Linked DNA regions of Mus musculus: region 2 is linked to region 1. Evidence: chromatin contacts called from public Hi-C data. All regions are on one chromosome and are shown on one strand. The core of a region is the stretch at or near the end of the contact, and the rest is flanking DNA. Distances in the headings are between cores, read along the strand shown. Region 1 overlaps Prkca (protein kinase C, alpha). Region 2 overlaps Prkca (protein kinase C, alpha).

What was found. A called contact is a pair of places that touch in the nucleus more often than the background predicts.
Region 2: a Hi-C map of the G1E-ER4 cell line shows a contact between it and region 1, with 4 times the contacts expected there. The contact joins two enhancer-like sites. A contact is called at or near these places in 1 of 39 promoter capture datasets (the C10 cell line), 1 of 484 Hi-C or Micro-C datasets (the G1E-ER4 cell line) and 3 of 115 datasets of contacts at active chromatin or transcription factors (large pre-B cells, pancreatic cancer cells and stem cell-derived neural progenitor cells).

Annotation. Positions count from the first base shown.
Region 1 is chr11:108,139,027-108,146,556 of GRCm38.p6, forward strand. The region is part of intron 3 of Prkca (protein kinase C, alpha); the gene reads right to left. Among named protein-coding and RNA genes, the nearest start is that of Gm11655, 30 kb to the right of the region's middle. Within about 2 kb of position 4,960, at least 3 of the 459 cell types and tissues checked have an H3K27ac peak or open chromatin away from gene starts, as enhancers often do. A contact at or near this core is called in the G1E-ER4 cell line, where this site is marked.
Region 2 is chr11:108,291,146-108,298,675 of GRCm38.p6, forward strand. All of the region lies in intron 2 of Prkca (protein kinase C, alpha), which reads right to left. Among named protein-coding and RNA genes, the nearest start is that of Prkca, 49 kb to the right of the region's middle. Within about 2 kb of position 3,361, at least 16 of the 459 cell types and tissues checked have an H3K27ac peak or open chromatin away from gene starts, as enhancers often do. A contact at or near this core is called in the G1E-ER4 cell line, where this site is marked.

The DNA.
Region 1 (7,530 bases), core at 3,710-6,209:
TATCAAGATGTCTGTCTTGATGCAACTTGACGTCTCTGAATAATTCATTATGTCCTTCCCCAAATTCCTTTTAAAAAAAAAATCAGACGCTGTAGACAATTTTCAGTCCTTTAAGTGAAAAATAACCATGAAAGTTATCAAGTTAGATAGAGCTGAAAGGTCCCACCTACTGAAGACAGGACAAGAAGGCCACTATGGGTCTCCAGTCTTTGCCTCCAGGGGAATCAGAGCGTCACGAAATCCCCCAGTTCAAGGAGATTTTAAGAATCAAGTCAATTGCTCTGCAGTGCTGGCACATTTGTTTCTACACTGGCCCAAACTAGCTTGCCTGGGTTTTTTTGTTTTTTGTTTTTTGTTTTTTTTTTTTAATTATTTATTAAATTTTAACCCCACCCCCCACCACACCCTATCCCACCCCACCCCACCCCACCCCCGTCTTTAGACAGTAGGAACTGAGCCTTGAGCTTTTTTAAAGCATTCCAGTGTTCTACCACAGAGTTGCATCCCTGACTCCTGTTTGTTATTTATTTATTTATTTATTTATTTATTTATTTATTTATATATGGTAGCTCACTAATTATCTAGACTAGCCTTAAACTTACTATGTAATCCACGTGGCCTTGATTTTATAAGCCTGAGTCCCTGAGCTGGGATCACAGGCCTGAGCCTTCAAGCCCAGCTACAAATTGGATCCCTTCTTCTTTGACCTGGTCCCCCGTGAGTTTCCACTGAGAAGCACGACGTCGCTTGCTCTCTTGCACCCAAATGCCCTTCAAAGGTCCGCACACTGGCTTGCGGTTTCCAAGCTCTCTCCCCTCTCTGTTACGTGCTTCCTTTTCTTTTGCTCCGGGATTCAAATCTTTGAATAATCTTTTTTAATATCGTATGAACTAAAACGGGAATCGGAGAGATTTTTGCCACCTAGTGCTCATGAAGACTATTGTCTTGACCAGAAAGGGAAAAGACAAAAGAAAAAGAGAGATTATTCTCTGAGCCCTGGAGGGGAGGTTAACTCATCTGCATAAAACTCAAGGCTCTGAGTACAAGTGCATATTTTCATAGATGCTTTCTGGTGATAACAGCAAAAGCTTGAATTTTTCAAGTGCCCTTCGGTGAAGCATCTGACTGTGCCCAAAGTGGAAAGCGCCAGGTACTAAACAAACGTAATACCTATGGCTCTCTCTCAAGCGGGTAACGCTGGAACCAGGGTCATGGGCACTGGGGGGCGGGGCTCCCTGACTGCCTCACCAGTCACGGCCCAGCTGGCTGGGTGCCACCTCTACCACAGAACACCTTTCTTAGGAAATACTGGTCAGCAAAGGTTCATTTGGCAAAATAAATCCCAAGGCTCTGTACTTAGTGTCAGGATCAAATACAACAACAAAATCATAGTAGCATTCATCTCCAAGGTGTGACAGACAGAATTCTTTCTGACTCTTTGGGTTCTACACCCTTTTTTTTTTTTTTTTTTTTTTTTTTTTAAATCACACAGCATCTGGATGGGAAGCTCTTCGGTACAGTCAAAATCACCATGGAAACTGCTTGTCAACCATGGTAGCTCATAGCACATGTGCCAGAAATAATTTTTTTAAAACTCAAAAGACTTTTCATCCCTGGGTGGAGTAGTTTCCAGTAAACTAAGTTGTTCTTTTTTGGTTTGCTTTTTGAGGGAGAGAGATAGATTGAGAGAGAGAGAGACAGACAGACAGACAGACAGAGACAGAGAGACAGTGTTTGTGTGTATGTGTGTGTGTGTGTACACATAATCTGTGAGCATTCAACCACACTGACCATAGAGGAGGATGCACAAACATTTTCTTGGTTATAAGCAATCTGCCGGTGGAGAAAGTGCAAGGTCCTTGTAGGTGCGTGGGTGTGTCATGTCCCTATGTACCTACATCTGTACTTGAGGTGGGGATGGCAAGGGACCATAACAAAGGTAGTGCTGCTCCTCTGCGCACACTGAAGAACTCTCTTGTGTTTTCGCTGTTCTGACCTTCGCTTGACTGCAATGGAAAGTCCAAACGCTGAACAATTGGTACTGCAGCTGTCTCCAAGGGCCTATAATCAGGGACATTTTAAAGAAAGCCCCTGTTGGGGAATGTTGGACCCGAGTCAGATGAACGTCAAATACCACTGAGCGTCTTAGTCCTGGGAGCCCCGTTCCCATCTTGGCTGTGACTGTTTAAAAAAAGAAAAACATGAGCAGCACTCCGAGCCTATCAGAAAGGCACGTCTGTGGGTCTGTGAGACACTGAGAAATGCGTGGAACAAAGTGGCCCCAGGATTCTTTAGCACACAGAGGTCTTATAATCAGAGACATAAAGGGAGCTTCAGAGGTACTTTCCAAGTGGAGAAGGGTAGAAGTGGCTTCTACTTCATAAAACAGATTATGACTCTGGATTTCATAATCTCCTCTTCTTTTTGTTTAGGTTCAAAAAAAATTTTATCTATACTCTCCTTGGTAAGAAAGCACCCCACCCACCTATCCCAAGTGAGAAGAACTGAATATGAACAGCAACACGGGGGGGCAAATCAGCATTTCTTTCTTGTGTATTCATGTCTACACACACACACACACACACACACACACACACACACACACCAGCTAGTGGCTTATATTTTTGCCATACACTGCAAATACTATGCTGCAGTCACCATCAGAAGAGGTCCAAGTGGAACCCTCAGAATTGCTGGCTATCAATCTCTGGGCTATGTGATCCAACTCCCTTCATGGTGCAGATCAAAAGTGAGCAACCAGAACAGTCACCCCCATTGCCAACTACATCCTGTGGCCTGGAGAAGCATCAGCCTTCTCTAGCTGAGATGTCAATCTTTTGAGAGGAACCTGGACCTCCTGTGATTTTCATGACTCCAAGGCAGATAGAAGCAAAATGCTAGACTGTTTGAGACCCTGGCTGACTCCCATCCAGCTGTTACCAGCCATGGAAACAAGTTAGTATTTCCCTACTAGGCAGAAGATGATTTCCCACACATAGGGTAAAAGATTGACCCAAAGTGTCAGCTCCATTTATCCTAAAGTTGACAACTGTGAGTAGGTGAATCATGTCTCCAAGACTCGGTTCCTCCTCCTGTAAATGTAAGAGTAATCTCACACATCTGTGTCTCCACTGCACAGACTTCATGACTTGGACAACAGACATTTATTCTCTTACTGTTCAGGAGGCCCAAGACCCAAATCAGCACGCCCCACTATGCTAAAAGCATACACCAGTGGGAGAACGGTGCTCCCACCAGAAGCTATGTGGAGAGCCCGCTTCCAGCCCTGGTGGCTGGACTACTAGTCCTGGCCTCTTGCTCTTCTGTATCTGCTCTTTTTGGAGTATGGCATTTGTGATGGTCTGCAGGACCCAGCTGGATGACTTGGGATGCCCTGCTTATTTCAAAATCTGTAATGTGATGATCTCTACAGACTCCTTTTACAAATAAGGCAACATTTACAGCTTCCAGAGATAATGACATGTGTAAAATTAGGGAGGGGCTATCCTCCAGCAGACAGCAGTGCCTTTCTGGATGAGCTCTTGTGAAGACAAAGTTGCAAAGTGTTTATATGGTGCACTTATCTTGAGTTTGGTGGAGAGTGTGCAGCTTGATGGAACTCCCTTGTTACAACACTTTGCTAGTGGTAGGCCCCACAGTCTTTGCACAGGGCTCCCTGGAGGGAAGAATGAGGCACCCCACATTGCTGCCAAGGGAAGCAGGTGCCAAGCAGGTGCATCTTTGCACCACAGACCCTGGAGGCTCCACAGAATCCCTGCTCCATCTCAACACATTGTTTCAATTTTGTTTCCATTGACAGTGAGAAATGTAAGGAATTACTGTTTTTACTTTAGAATATTCTTCCACTATATGGATATGAGCAAAATGTTCCCTTGCTCTGTAGATCCACCATTATAGCTGGATTTGGTTTGATTTCTCTAGTCAAAAAAAAAAAAAAAAGCCATGTGTAAAGAATGACATTGTGAGACATCCCAAGAAAAGAGAATTGTAGCGAGGTGTTATCCAAGTTCTAACAAGACACAAAATGTCTATAGCAGGCTAGTGTTTTTAGTCAAGATTGTCCACACAAGGTCTTCCACCTTTCCTTGTTTGAAGTGCTTTAATGTAGCAGAACAAAATACAATAAACAGATTTTTTGGTCACAATGGATTGTTGTCCAGTCCATCTTTTGGCATTAATGCTTCCTTATTTCTAATATTTGTGTGGAAACACATGGAGAATGAACCACATCCACATTTACTATTTGAAATGGCCCAAACTATTCGGACTTGTAAAGTGCTTAACTTAAAAGTTAATACTGAAAGGACTTCTGCAGGCTAGACAGAATTTATCACCGCACCTACTAAGGGACCACTTAGCCAGCTGTATGTGATTCTTAGTGAATAGTAAGGGCTGGTGCAGACACCTCTCATGTCACCAATAGCTTCATGCAGTAAAAACTGAATGAACAGGGCTATGTTCACAGACAATTGAGATGCCTCTTCAAAGGCCCCTATATCCCCCAGGGAGGGAAATGACACACAGATTAGCCAATGAAAAGGAAGGGGGTGGGGGTGGGGCTGGGGCTTGGGCAAGAGGCTACAGAACACTCTACTGGAGATGGAAGAAAGGCTGGATTCAGTTGGGTCTCAAAAGGGAAATAATGATAAAACAAGCAGGAAAACCTTCAAGACTCCTGTAGGCAAGGAATACAGTTATACATGACATGGAACCTAGGAGAAAATGACAGTAGCCCCTGATGTCTCAGGAAACTGATCAAACTTAGGCTCTTGGGAACAGAAGGCAAGAACCAATGGGGACTTACCTTGATATCAGTAGCAATTCAGAAGAGGAAACAGATGTGGGAGATACTCTGGAAGCTTAACATATAGTACTCCGTGCTTGGCCAGGTATGAGGGGAAATGTACACTGGTTGAGATCTGACACTATAGAGGATGTGGTAGCAGAAGGTTACTGATAGTAAACTGGGATTGGTTAGAGGTTTATACTATAAACTTTAGAGTAGTCATGAATATATGTGTGTGTGCGTATGTATGAATGTGTATATGAATGTATACATATGTGTGTGTGTGTGTTTTTTTGTGTGTGAGTACTTGTATATATGGCTAAAGAGTGTTCTCCAAAAATCCTCTTCTCATTACAGGTCTAACTGAATGTGACTTTATTTGAAAATAGAGTCCTTACAGATCAGCTAAAGTTACACACTTTAAAGTTAAAGTACTTGGTGGTCCCTCAACCCAGAGATTGCAATTTTTTAAAAGGGAAAGTGGATCTGCAGACCACACACACACACACACACACACACACACACACACACACACGGGAGAGGGTCACTAGGACAGAGGCAGAAAATGGGGTGTTATAGCTATAAACCAAGAGACTCCAAGGACTTCTGATAATGAACAGAGACTAAGAAAATGCATGGCAAGTCCTTTATCTGGAGCCCGACTCTGCTGACACCTTAATTTTTAATGTCTATAAGTAAGTATCTGTTGTTTTAAAACATACTGAGATAATTTGTTATAGGTAACCCGTGAAAGCAATGTAGCTATTAAACCAATCACGAAGATAAAATAGAGTAATTAAAGATATTTAATTATCCTCAAAGTAGGCAGAGAAAAAAAAAAACTGGGTGTGGATATACGTATGGCAGTAAGCAGTATTTATGAATCCAACTGCATGTAAATTAGTAACAATCCCATTAGGTATAAATGGTATAAGATCTCCAGTGAAATTGGCAAAGATGTCACAGCAGATAAAAGGAAAGGCTCAAACTCCTTGATGCCACAGGAAAGCCCGTTTTAAATGTAAGCACATGGATGTGCTGAGTCAAAGGTTGAGGGACACCATATTGACACTAATCCAAGAGATGGCTACACACGGATAAATCAGAGCAAAATTAGTACTTTGTGATTCTCCCCAGCACCAGGTAAAAGGTGAATATAAATTATTTTCTAACCACATTAGATATTAGTTTCTCCATATTCTACCAGCATTGGTGGAATATTTTTTTCCTTTGAGACACACCCTACTGTGAACAGATTCTATAATGACTGGAGTTTTAAGATGCTCTCCTCTCTTTGGACCTGTGCTTATAAAGTTGATTGACATCTTTCCTTGGGGGAGAAAAAGTAAATATAGCCAGCAAGAGAAAGTGAGTTGACGGAGACAGCAGCTTAGTTGGCTTAGCCCTTTTTCCCTCATTAGATTTTCCTACGTTGTAGCTCTGGTTACCCAGAAACAGATGAAAATGCTGGTAGCCTGCACTGAGACGTGTACAGCAAGATGGCTGGGATTTAAAAGACAAGGTAATACAAAGATGGAAATGTTCTTTTGCGAAGCTGAAGGCATACGGCGTGCAGATGAATTATGCATAACCCCTAGAACGCTGACACATAGCAGTAACATCTCTGAAATCCCAGAGAGGAAAGTCTTCTACCATTGGATTGCACGAGAAAAAAACCTTGGTCATTGATAAATATCGGATTGTCTGAAATTATGTAACCTTGGAGAAATTATTTACCATTTCCTTATCTGAAAGCGGGGCAGATAATAATAACTCATCACGGGCCATTGTGGTCATTTTCTTTAAATTGTATTGGAAATTATTTCCTTGAATAAAGGAGACAGAAAGTGTTGCAACAGAGCTTCGGGTAAGTTGTGCTGTCAGGGAACAGTGACGCTTTTTAGATAATTGGATATTTCCTTTTTATGTACTAAGGCTTATTTTTAGTTCTTTTTTTAAAAAAAAAAAACCAGCTTGTGCACCAATACTTATAACATGTACTGTAAGTGCGCTGTGTTCGTAAACAGACTAAACCATAATACTTTTCGCAGTTCCTCCATGGTTACCATGACTCTGAGTGCTTACGCTATTTCTATCCAGCGGGCTTGTGAGCGATTAGATAGGGCTCCTGTTCTACACCCTAAACAGCCTCATTTCCATACCATCAGTGAGCCTGCAGGAGTTTTCTCCCATTTTCTGCAGACTTTTAAGCTAACAAACCAGGCTGCCTCAGGTGATGGCTTTGTTTGCTCTGGGTAGAAGGTAGAAGGGGTTTGCAGCTGGGGTGCTTGCCTGGTGCTCAGCCTGACCCCAGCTTGACTGACTGCCTTGTTACCTCACCTTAATAACAGTGGCTAAGTGGAAACTCACAGGAACTTCCTTTTGTTAGTTTAAGAAACAAAGGGGATTTGATAAGCTGGGAAACCTCCTCTCTGGGTAGCATATGCTCTTGCAGTCTCCCATTATGTACATAAGTAAATGAGCGGAGCCTTATTGAAAGACAGAGGAAAAGAGAGCCACATGGCATTCGAAGCGTGCCAGGAAGCCAGGAAACACTGGCATCCTACGGAAGATTCAATTAGTAACCTTCAACTATGCTATAAGAAAACTCTCCCCGAATTATATTTTATATAAATACATTAAGCTCAGTTTGCTACGCCGACAGCTGTCATCATATGAAGGGAACAAGCAGATGCCCACGTATTGGGCAAAATTTATAATGT
Region 2 (7,530 bases), core at 2,111-4,610, 150 kb after region 1:
GTGTCCAATAAACTTGCCCTGGGAGAGGCAAAGAGGAGACAGGGGACTTTAGGATGCCATCATTGAAAGGCAACTATTGAAAAGCACAGTGAGGAAGACTGAAGAGGGGGAGAGAAGACCGCAGCACCCACCTCTGTGAAGCAGCAGAGGGAGGAGCCAGTCCAGTGACTGAGGAAGCAAGGCTAGGTGAGGCTTGATGCCAAACGGCATGCAGACGTTTGGTGGTGTTCACGTCTACTGCCAGCTAACACAAGGACAAGTCCACTCAGGCTCGATGGCCTTTTAGGGAACACTCTTCCTCTCTACTGTCCAGAACAGGATAGGCAGCATTTACAAGGGAACAATTCAATGAAACCAACATGGTCACAGATCAATGGGAGCCTTCAGCTCACCTCTCTCCTGCTTTTAATCCTCATCCCCAATGAAATGGAAAGCTAAACAAAGAGACAGACAGGGGCAACCTTGGCACACATGGTAATCCTAGACAGAAGCAGGAGGCCCGGGAGCCTGAGGCTAGGCTGGCATACCCCATCTCAGAGAAGACGATGACTGTATCTTTACGTCCTTCAACTGAGGGCAGGGGGATAGAGCAGTGATAAAACCCCCACTCCTCTCAACTCACTCCTTAAATCTCCCTCTTCATGGGCCCCCTCCCTCCTAAGCTCCTCTGAAGCCCATCCCTCGCCAGATCAACTAGTAGGACACCGGGATTTGACCTGGTCCTAGAGGAGCCAAGAAGCTGTGTTCTCCAGTGCAGGTGACGAGTGTGAGCTTGTGGACCTTAACACTTTCCACGATATATATGCAAGAAAGACATAGAAAGTATGGCCCATGCCTCCCTTCCTCCTGCATGCCTGCCTGCCCTCAGCTCCCCTACAGCTTAAGTGGAGCACCCGCAGTCTCTGCACCCCCACTCCCAGTGATCCTAAACAAACACAGAACTTCTCACTGTCTGAGGGAGGGTATCTTCCAATTCCAGACCCCAAGAAACCTCTGATCAGGGCAGAGAACAAGGAGAGCGTCCTAGAAGAGGGCCATGGCTGTCATACATACATCAGAAGCTACTGGGGCAATCCCCACACTAACATGATGAGGACTTTCACATAGAGCTACCAAATCCTACAGACAGAAATCCGCTCAAAGGTCCTTCTGTACTCAGCCCTGAGAACTGAAAGGGGCCAGCCATTAAGTGACTTGCTTCTTGACATCACTTCCAAACCCACTCTGAGACCTCACCCATCCTGACAGAATCTCGTGGCTAGCTGAATGGTTCGGCAAGGCAGCTTTCCTCTCTGATTCCCAGGACACACTTAGCGGTCTTAGTGACCATGTCCAGTTGTACGGGACTAGGGCTACCACATTGAAATAACAGTTTTCCTGCTGTTTGAAAGTGATATGCAAATTTCCCATGTACATATCCCTACAAATAGCCCCTTATGATCTTATTATATTCAAAGATGTCCTGAACATCACTACTATTATTTTTAGTCCAGAATTAAATGTAATGGATTTAAAAAAAAAATGAGTTTTAAGACATTTATACACTAGGCATGACTTGGTTAGCGTTAAATGGTCAGAAGTACAAGAAACAATTATTTATGCCAGTTGTTTAAAGAGTAACAGCAACAAGCTTGCTCAAAGTTCTTTGATTTTATGTGCGAGTTTGTGCCTACTATAAATATTTCTATAATTGTTTTCTATTCCCAACTATTCAAGTGAAGTCTTTAAAAATCTGAATTATTTCTGGTGCTGTGCTAGAGTGAGTTATTTGCATTTGAGGACACAGCTTTCTGAGTTGTTTGTCCGTAGCCTTTAACTTGCCCACTTTAGGTGTACAACCAAATAGGACCTCTGAGTCTCTGTACTTGACAGTGAGCTCCAGAGTGTCAGACCCATGTAGCCAGACTAGAATCTTCTAGAAAGAGGAGGCATTCATCTGGTCGATTCCCCATCTCCTGAAAGGTTCAGCCATTATAGGATGTGATGTGCTGAGTCAAAGGAACCAGCTTTCTGCGTGTCAAAGCCAGGGCTGAAGAATAGGAAACTGTAATAACTTTTGGGCTTATTTAACTTTTGATTTGGTTTGGTTTGTTGGTTTGTTTCAGATAGCCTCACTACATAGTCCTGGTTGGCTGGCCTCAAACTGCACCGAATCCTCTAGCTTCTAAGTGCTAGGATTCCAGACATGCGCTACCACACCCAGCAGTGAGGCATTTTGAAAAGGAACTTGCAGCAGGGAGGCTTTCGAGCTCATTTATAACCTTCTCGTTCTGAGGAACTAAGTCCTCAGAGAATTAAAGTAAAGCAAGCCGTGGGCTGTTCACGATGAAAGTTGCTGCCACTCAGGAACTTTCTGGAAATATATCGTTGAGAACAATCTTAACTTGCTTCTCATCTAAACTCGAGTTTTTAGGAACTGGTGAAATGGCCCGCCTGGTAAAGGTGCTTTACTAGCAAGCCTGACGGCCTGTGTTCAGTTCCCAGAATGTGCGTGGTAAAGAAGAATACCAACGCTCACACATTGTCCTCTGGTCTCCACACAGGCCAGTGCTATGCATGTGAGTGCCATGTTCATGCCATGTGCATACAAACTATATAACTATATAAATGTTAAAAAAAATTCAAGTGACCAAATTCACATTTTTAAATTTACTGGCGCTGAACAGGTTTGTCTGGGAATGACGAGTTTTTAAAAGAATAAAGTTCTTACACTGGATTTCCATTTTGGTTTTAAGGTGATTTGAATAGGTTTGCACCCCCCCCCCCCCCGCCCCCAGACTCACGTGTTTGAATGCTTGGCCATAGGGAGTGACACTATTAGGAGGTGTGGCCTTGTTGGAGTAGGCATGGCCTTGTTGGAAGAAGTCTGTCACTGTGCAGATAGGCTTTGAGGTTTCTATGCTCAAGCTCCACCCCTGTGGGAAAAGAGCCTCCTCTTGGCTGTCTGCGGAAGACATATTCACCTTCTAGCTGCCTTCAGATCAAGATGTAGAACTTTCAGCTACTCCAGCACAATGCCTGCCTGCATGCTGCCATGCTTCCTACCATGATAATAGACTGAACCTCTGAAACTATAAGTGAGCCCCAACTGAATGTTTGGCTTTATAAGAGTTGCCTTGGTCATGGTGTCTGTTCACAGCAACAGAACCCTAACTGAGACCGGTGAGTTCAGCTAAGATGAAAACAAGACAAAAAAAAAAAAACAGCCAGAGGAAAACGAGGACTGTGTTTATAAGACATCGTAGTGAACTCACGACACATTTTAGACTTGTTTCCTCATACTCCAAGGCGAAACACTTCCTTCTCGGAATGTTTGTGTGTGAGACGTCCAACGGTCATCTCCCCTTATAGTCTATCAGATTGCTTTACAACTCGGAGATTGACACAATGCAATATGCACTTGTGGAAACTAAGCAGGAGAGTGTGCCATCGATGGGACATGTGAGACGCTTTCTCTGTGGGTGGGGCTACTGGGATTGTAATCGCTGAACACATAAACCATGGAGAGGCTCTATCAGAGCAGGTGCAGATGCCAGCATCATTCTGGACATAAAAATACTAAATTTAAAAGATAAATTAAAGGGACTGTTAGTGGTTTTTATGTTGATGAATAGATGAACAAACAAAAACCACAGTGCAATGAACTGTATGGCAAAGAATAAGACAGGTGTGTGTGTGTGTGTACATTTTGTGCATATATCTTGTGTGTATAAAAATGTATTTTTTAAAATATTTATTTAAATATTCCTTGTTCAGGGAAAACCTCAACACACCCAATCCCCAGCCGACACTAAGGCGCCTGCTAGCCGTAAAGCTCTGAGTGCACATTCCTGAAAACAGACCCACGCTTGATACCCACAAATACACTCTCCTCAGTCTCTACTTCTTTCAAAATGCTCAAGAGATCCATTACAAATTGTAAAGTATTAAACAAAGGAGACCAAAACAAAAGATAATTAGTTTAGAGCTCTGCAATTCTAATTAATGTCGTTAGGCTCTATAATGCCTGTTACGATTCTCTCTGCTTTGGGGTTCAGCAGAAAGAACGGCTTACCAGGCAGCTGGGCTCCTAGCACTCTGCTGTCCTCTCACAGACTTGAGACGAATTTCTCTTCCAAGCTAGAACATGACATACCATGGTCCATGGCTAAGTGCCCAGTGGGGTTTTCCATAAGACTTCTCCATTTCACAGTCCCTCATAATAACTATCGTCCACCAAGCGCCACAACATATAACATACAAGAAGCCTTCATGCTCATCATCTCTCATTCAGTAACCACAAGCCATGGTGAGAGCTACTCTTGGTTCTAGTATTCCCCATTTATAGATGAGAAAAGTTTGACTTTCACAGGTTTACAGCTTGTAAGCAGCAGGGGCAGTAATCACTCCTGCTCCATCTCCACAACCCATAGTGATTGCACACCCCTGTCTTTGTGCTGATAAGCCTAGCCCTCAATGGCTGAGCCATCACTCCAGCCCTCCTGCACTGTCAAGAACCAAGTGCAGTGAGGCATCTATCTCTGTAACCTCAGCATTTGGGAGGCAGAGAGGCAGGGGCAGGATGATCATAAGTTCAAGGTTACCTAATGAGTTCAAATCCAGATGGGGATACATGAAATCCTCCCATCCTCCCTCAGAAACAAACAACAACAATAGCAAAAAAAAAAAAAAAAAAAAAAGGTAAAAGAGAGAAAAGAATTCAGAATCTACTTATCCAAGAAGATCATTGTAAGTCATTCAAAAGGAAATACAAAATTACATCAACCATTGTTATCTCCTGTGGTTTGTTTACATCCCTGATTGCCGTTATTATGGGGCGAGTTTGTTAAATATTCTAGGTTAGCTTTGCATCTACAGATCTCTAAAAGATGACATGAGTGACAAAGACAGCAAGGACTGTCTGGAGACCCAGTAACTTAGTTCATTATTGTTCTGGGCCCTCCTCCAAGTTTCCTTAGCCCATCCCAGAACCCTTCAGACCCCACCCCACACCCTACCATCAGTTTCTGCACTTCTGGTTTAGGGTTGACACTTAAAAGCTGAGAACAGAAAGGAGAAGTGTTAGTTGAAAATTCTATCACCTTTTGGCAACCCTGCTCCAAGAAAATCTTCACAAAAGCCAGTAACTCTAGACCCCAAAAGGTTGTATTTTAAGCATAACTTTTTACTGTCATGGCAACCACTCTTAGCTTCCCAAGTCTCCGTCACTTTTAAATGTTCAACTATATAGTGTTTATTATACAAAGAAAGTCAATTCTGCTAAAAAAAAATAATAAGATTAAAAATATGTGATGGTGTAGATGCATGTGGTCTTTGTGAGGGTCCACCACGGTGTCCCTGACCAGAGTTAGGAGATGCAGAAGGTGACTGCACAGCCTACCAACCTCATCTTCAGACACTTGCAGAGTAGATCTCAGATTCAGGCATGGCTCTGTGAATACGTGGACAGAGGGTTAGATTGTTGGTTTTGATGAACAAATGAACCTCACCTTAGATGATGCAGAAAAGAATCATTCTAAAACAAAGCCAAAAGTCAACTGGATCAGGTCACGCTGAGAGGAGATAGCACCCTACTACGAAGTGTTTCTAAGTAAAATCGGTCAGGAAATAGGAAGCTGAGAAGACAATACAGCTTGTATCTTTAAGGTGTCTTCTGCTGAGAATATATTTCGGAAGCATTCATTCATATTGTTTTGACGATCCTTATGTTATTATCGGGCAAGAATAAATGCCTGTGAGATCATTTTGCTTTTAAAAAACACATATATTGAACAGCTCAGAAAATTAAAGAAAACAAAAATAAAAAGTCTTCCTTCATTTCATTGCTTTCAGGTTCTTCCTGCACATAAGGCTTTTTTTTTTAATAGCTGTAATTATACTGGGAATATAATTTGCTCTCGTGAATGACAGGGTGCATCTTCACGAGCGCGTTTCCATATTCATCCATTTGCCTCATCAATACCTAGGGCTGGTTGTGCTTGAATCTTTTCATCTGCAACCAGACATAAAGAAGGCTTTTAGCATTTGGGCCTTTGTTTTGTTTTGTTTTGTTTTGTTTTGTTTTAACAAGCAATAACTCCTCTTCAATTTTTAAGATGCATTGTTTAGGACTGGTCTTCAGAAACAGAGGACAAAATGATGACGGGATCTGTGAGCTGGGACCTGGTGCCTCAGACACACAGGAATTTCCAAGAATGACAGGTGCACCTGCACTCTCTAAGGCACAGACATCTACCAGCAGACATTCAAACCCAGCCACAAAAGCGGGGTGTGTGGGGGGGCATAGGGAAGCCCCTTATGGCTGGACAGGCAGCTATGAGGAGCCTGGGAAGGTTCTGGTTAAATCTTCCTCCCTTTCATTAGCACTTCTTGGGCCTTCATTAGCACATACAGCAGGACACGAAAGCATCAGGACTGGCTGCCTGTTTATAAGTGGACTGTGATGGGCTCCTCCTTGGTGCAGCCCCTTCTGTACTTGTAAATTACAGAGAAATAAAACCAATAGCAAAGTTTGACCTGCAGGCATCCAGACAAGGCCGTGGTGAGCAAATACCTGAAACGCGACCATCTCAAGCTAATCTGGTTGTTTATCTGGAAAATAGCACATATCCAAGGTGGCTTCATTTTTACTGTTGTCTCCCCTTCTAAGCAACCAGGGTCCATAATGTGCTGGTAAGATGCGAGCAAGCATGGGAGAGCAAGCCTCCTGTGGTTAGGATGCTGAAAATCAGCAGAATAGAATCAGCAATGGCTACGATTAAAAAACAAAAAAAGAAAAAAGCCTGTCCCTCTCCTGACTACACTACAAGACATGAAGAAATATCACAGAAAGATAAAAGGAATACACGAATATTAAATTTCTTCTTAATCATCCTTTTGCAGGGAAAAAGATAAGTACTTTTTTTGTGTGTGCGCAGGGAGATAGCATCTTTTAGTAGCTGCGGGACAAGGTTACTACCATCCTCCTGCCTCTCGGCTGGGGAAATGGGATTAGAGGTCTAAGAGGGAAGAGCTTAAGCTGATTAGGCAAGTGGGCAGTCCTGAGGGCAACTATGCCAGAGAATAAAAAGCTCCTGTGAGCCACTGTCCTGGAGAGGAAGAGACCGGAGCCATCCGTTCTAAGACCTGAGTTTGCGATGTATAATCTCAATCTTCTGTATTCAAAGTGGACTCCAAACGGCAGCTGCCAGCCTTAACTTGGCTGGAAAACAGATTCTGCACCCTGCAAAGCCAGATCAGAACATGTACCACTCCTCTATCCACTCATGGACAAAGGCAATAACGTTTATGAAGGACCTGCCACACTAGGCAGCGTGGATATAGCAACGGAGGACCTGGACAGACGTAGGAAGTTTAGTTTACAGAATTCATTTTTTAGCCCATGAGGTAGGATTGTAAGTTATAACAGAAGACAACTGAATTTCTCAACCTTGAGTCCTGATATTGGGATGGGTTGACTGAAGCAGCAGACCAATAGGCAGACAAAAAGGAACTCCAGAGAGGCACACTGAGTAACGTAGGCACAGGACC